Regions from separate parts of the Mus musculus genome. Here region 1 is linked to region 2. Evidence: chromatin contacts called from public Hi-C data. All regions are on one chromosome and are shown on one strand. The core of a region is the stretch at or near the end of the contact, and the rest is flanking DNA. Distances in the headings are between cores, read along the strand shown.

Region 1 (2,700 bases), core at 52-2,551, 640 kb after region 2:
AGAACCAATCAAAGATGAATCCGATGATCCAATCCAATCCCCATGACTCAATAACCATCCCATCATCTTTGAACATGCTGCATTAGGGATCAAGCCTTTAGCACATGAGTATTTAGGGGGAATTTTTTTTTGTTGTTTGTATGTTAGAATGGAGAAGGAGAGGCACTGGGCCCTCTGACAAGCTCTAGAGGTAAATCTCAATCCAGGCTGATTCGGTTCTAGAGAACCACCCTCAGCAGATAGTGACATCCCTTGACCAAGTCTCAGGGCACCACTGGGTATTTAACTGTGGTGTACCAAGCACAGTTCAGAACTTCCTGTTACAAAGTGCAGTCTGTTGGATCTCCCACCATAAGATGGAGATGAAACATCTAGGATAAAATCACAACAGGGTTAGAACACCTCCACCCACCCAGTGTCACTCACTGTAGTTTACAAATTACACCCACTAGTTCAAGTTCAAGGTCTGTGTATGGATGAGTTGGCCCAGTGGGTGGGTACAAGCTGAAAATGGACAGCAGCTGCTTTACAAACACATTCATGGACAACTGAGAGATGGTAAGAAGAGGAGTGTTCCCCATGGCAGAGCACTGAGCCATGGTAGAATACCACTCTTAGTGTAGAAGATCGAAAAGCTACTTGCAGCATACTGAGATAAAAGCTGTATATCTTTGCCATTTCGATCTCACCTTTCTACATTTTAATGGCTGACGCATTCTCCCTGATCATCCTCTGACTCGATGAGTCCTTTGATAGATCTGCAAACAATGTTTCAGGGTTTCACAGTCACAAAGAAAGTAGGGTGACTATCTAGTGGCTGCGTGCCCAGAAAGGGTGTTGCTTTTGGCAAAATGAACCAGAGTGATTTCCAAAGTAGTATTTATTCATTTTGAAATTATGCACACAACAAACGTCTGGGTGAGCTGACTTCTCTAACCCGGGCACTAATGGGGAGGTAGGCTGGTAATTTGGAGCACTCACTCAGGAAATCCTGAAATTAAGGTTCTTTTGGAAGTATTGACTCATCCCCTTGCTACTTTCTGAATGCATCCATTTAACACACCAATTAGTAATTGTAAATTGTGCTCTAAATTTTGCAGGTGATTTTCTGATGAAATGTTGCTTTACTAATTCTAGTGGGTGCTGTTCAGAGTTTGCTTTTGCATTGAAAATAGCTTCGATTTTTCTCTTGATAAAAAAAAAAAAAGGAAATTGCTAGAAAAGACCCATCCAACTGAATACTTCACAGATATGCCTCTGTAGCTCCACAACATCTACTAATCAATGAAGCTGGCTTCAAAAATAACACCCACAGGTCTGGCAAAGACCTCTCAGTGAAAAGGCACAGTGTTCAATCCTCCCAAAGTCAACATGGTGGAAGGAAAGAATTGATTTGCTCAAGTTGTCCTTTGACTTCCATATGCAAGCTATAGCTTGCACACCCACACATTCACATAACACATGCAAACACCCATACACACAGAGTAAATAAATTCATACAGTGAAAACCTCACAATTCATTTTCAAAAATGATACCCATGTGTTTGGAATTGAACACATTACAGAAAACAAGGCATTGTCACAGGGCGGTCTGTGAAAGACCCACCACTTTTCACCATGTGAGTCCAACCCTGAGACCCATTCATTAGATGTACTGTACAGCACACAGGGCAAAGCATGCATTATTTCACCATTTAGTATTTTCCTGAGACAGATTACTTTTAAACTATAAATGCTCACTGCTGGATGCCAAATATTAATTCTGATTTAAAACTAATAATTTCAAATCTTAAACAAAAGTAAGTACTCATGACAGCCTTTCTTAACTGATACAGGGGTGGGGGCAGCATTTTCCTCAGCCATCTTAATAGTTTCTAGTCTTAACAATGGAAACATACAGAGAGTGTAAATTCTAAAGCCGAGTTTCCTACAAATTTGGAAGAAAAAAAAGGTGGAACACCAAATGAGACTCCACTAAGCAGAGACATTTACTACGGAAGAGGAGACTATATTAGGAAGGGCTAGTGCTGGTCATTGGAAAACCCTTTGAAGGCTTGCTCTTTACATGTTTAGTCAGTATGCTGTTTACTGTCAGAATGTTTGAATGTTATGACTGAATGCTTACAAACACTTAACTGCCCCTGAATGAACTCAGTAGAGCTACTGTGTTTGTTTTTCACTTGTGTTTGTTCATAATGCTTCAATGCTGAGCTGAAAGAAAGAAGAAAGAAAAGTGAAAGAATAGGGCTCTTCAAATTGCACAAAAAGCCAAATGAGTATTATGTCAGGGAATGGAGGGAGCATTTGAAATGTGTCAGTTAGGGATCTTGAGGGCAAGAGCATCTTACCTCACACATAGAAAACCCTCTCATCACTCATCTTTTACCTGTGTAGTGTCTCCATGAGACCCTTCATTTCTATGATTAAAGATGAATTGAAAGTTTGAAACTGGGATAAGATGGCATGGGCATGAAGTTCCACTCCAAACTTCCACGAAGTTGCAAAAGTGCGTGAGCGACCAAATTCTTCCTAAACTCTACCTCGGTGGCCCTTGTATGGCTTCAAACTGTCTCATACATTTATTGGTTAGATGTTTTCTTTATTCATGTTTATTCCATGCACAGCACTGGATGCTGAATGGGTTGGCACTCTTCAGGCAGGATGCTGTTTCAGATCTATAGACTGGAGATATGTATTTTG
Region 2 (2,700 bases), core at 158-2,657:
GAACTTTGGAATGACAATGATTTTCTGTACATCTACATATCCTAGTATTTCTGTGTATTGCCCTCTCTGCCCCAAAACATGCCTGACTTAGGCCACAGCATCTGTCTGACAGTCGCCCCCTTTAGGACTCAGCTTCTAACAGTGTAACTGTTATTATCAGATGCTACCCAGCGCCACTCTTGGATTTGTGGCCCTTGTGATTCCTCAAAGACAATCATCGTACCTTGCCTCAGGGCCCTTGTGGAAGTTTTCCCCTTGTGTTCTGTTTTATATTGAGACAAGATTTTATGTGTAGCAGGATAGCATCTTACTCATTATGAAGCTAAGGATGACCTTGAACTCCTGACCCTTCTGGCAATACCTTCTGGGATTGCAGGTGTGTGCCACCATGCTTAGTTTGTGGGCTGCTAGGGATGGAGCCCCAGGCACAATAGTTAAAGCATTTGACCAACTTGAGTCTCAGCCTCAGCCTGTATTGCTGATGCTTCCCAGCATGGCACACTGATCTGTTCTCAATGTCACCTTCTCAGGAAGCCATCTTTAACTCTCTAAAGTAAAACTCCAGCTCACTCTGTCATGATTCTTTGTGTGCTCCCGTGCCTACTTCATCCTGCTGCTACCTAAATACCGGCTAGAAAAGAATCTCCGTGGTGCCAATAGTGGCATGGAGTGTTTTCTGTTCTGCGTGTAGATAAGTCAGCTCTCATGCAAGGAGATACTCAATAATGCTGGTGAATGACTGAATATTATGCTTGAGATGATGTTCCCTTGAGTGTTTTTATGTTTGCTGTTTGGTTCATTCATTCTATAAATCATAACTTTATAATGTCTAACTCCCAGGCTCTGTGTGTGTGTACACACGAGCATGATTTTACATAGACATAGCTATGTGTTTTATATATATTAGTTTTAAAGTCCCAGTGCGTATTTTATCCCCTCTGAAAAGTGAGCAGATCCTAGATTTAATCAATTTCATGAAGACATTTTCTTCCCTTCCTCCCCTTTCCAGTTGAATTTACTGTCTAGTTTCTAAATAAGATCAAATGTCAAGGACACATTTGATGTATAGAATTAACTTGTAACTAGTCTTCCTTATTTCGTCACATTAGAATATATAATGTGAATGGGGATGACAACATGTGAGATTTTCCTAGCATAATATTGTGATGATAATTTCCTAGTTTATAAAACCCTTTGGCAAACACGGTGTATCTTAATTACTGTCTGAGGTCTGTACTGGATACTTCATGTTCAGCCTAGTGTTTAAAATGAGATTTATCCTTATAAGAAATGACCTGTGCCAGTAACCAACCCGTGACTTGAAACCTTTTTCTCTTATCTGTCAACTGTGCAAATAAGCCTTTGCTCTTTTCTTTCTGACGTGAGTTTGACTGTAGACTGCATTCCTGGCTCCTCTCTGAGCTGGCAGCATTACAGAGGGAATCATATACCCTCTCAGACAACACCTGAGAAACTCCCCTGATCTAGGTAAAACCAGGTCCTTGGCTTTGATGCAGAAGAGAATTTCAGGACAAGCTGGCATGAAGCAGTGTTAGAATTTCTCAGTAAGCAGGAAGGTGTTCAGAGAAAGAATATGGTACAACTAAAAGCATGTGTATAGACTTCTCAAGAATCACGGTTCATTAAAGATACTTTAAACAAGTATCTTAAGCATCTTGAGTCACAGGGACTAAGAGAAAGAGAGTTGCTCAGGGAAAGAATAAGACATACCCAAGTCTAGTTAGTAGAGGGTTCTCCAGGGACAGTCTCCCTTCAAGAGTCCCAGTGGTCACTGTATACAGGATTGTTGGAGATTCTGGGAATTTTGCTGCTCAGGAGATTTCTTAGGAACCCTCTCTTCCTCTAACTCTGTTTCTTATTTTATAACTGAGACTGCAGGATGGCTCCAGAGGTAGCAGGGATGTAACTGCAATCTGTTAAGGTTGTAAGGGGGTATAGGATAGGCCCTGTCACTGTCATGGGGTTTGTGGTGAGAATCCTGAAAAATGACAGGTTTGTAGCTGAAAGCAAGAAAGACCTTCAGGAAATGTTACTGATGCTCAATTCTCGATTCTCCACTGGCTAGAGGCTTCAACCATGCCAGGATGAGGGGTTTTCCTTCCCATGTCGGTCATTTTCCCTCTTTTTGCCCTGGATGACCTCTCCCGATAGAAGGACTCAGTCACTCACACCCCTCTTTTATTAATGAGAAATTCTTTGTGCAGCTATGTGCCTGCACTTTCTTCTCTGAGACAGCTGGTGACTTGACAATCCTCGTGCATGTATCTGATTGGAGACCTCGGAAGGCAAGCATCATGGGGCACGTGGACTTTTTATAGAGGAGAATAGCCGCAGGAAGATGAGTCTGTATGAAGCTGGACCGTCTGGGATATGTTGGATGCCAGCATAGACTAGAGTGGCATTTTCTTAAAGAGCCCTGGGGTTGGCATCTTTCTTCAGCAGTACATAGACCGAGGCCAGATTGCATTGCACACTCCTTGTGTTTGGTTTTGATCAGGTGTGGACTTCTAAGCCAAAGGCATCCTCCTATCCGGCCACTGCTCGCTGGACTGAGGAGAACATTTTGGTGAAGATTCCCCCAAAGCTTTCAGTTTAATCATCTCCAGTCTAGCAGCATGAATTATCCTCTGAGCTTTAAACCTTGCAAACGTTTGTCAGGTTTTAAACATGATGAATGTT

Evidence for each region. A called contact is a pair of places that touch in the nucleus more often than the background predicts.
Region 1: a Hi-C map of liver shows a contact between it and region 2, with 2.3 times the contacts expected there. The contact joins two enhancer-like sites. A contact is called at or near these places in 2 of 484 Hi-C or Micro-C datasets (epidermal suprabasal cells and liver) and 1 of 115 datasets of contacts at active chromatin or transcription factors (bone marrow-derived macrophages).

Annotation. Positions count from the first base shown.
Region 1 is chr8:128,092,205-128,094,904 of GRCm38.p6, forward strand. No RefSeq gene overlaps it. Among named protein-coding and RNA genes, the nearest start is that of Mir21c, 180 kb to the right of the region's middle. Within about 2 kb of position 1,302, at least 8 of the 459 cell types and tissues checked have an H3K27ac peak or open chromatin away from gene starts, as enhancers often do. A contact at or near this core is called in liver, where this site is marked.
Region 2 is chr8:127,456,719-127,459,418 of GRCm38.p6, forward strand. All of the region lies in intron 20 of Pard3 (par-3 family cell polarity regulator), which reads left to right. Among named protein-coding and RNA genes, the nearest start is that of Gm9909, 3.4 kb to the left of the region's middle. Within about 2 kb of position 1,408, at least 3 of the 459 cell types and tissues checked have an H3K27ac peak or open chromatin away from gene starts, as enhancers often do. A contact at or near this core is called in liver, where this site is marked.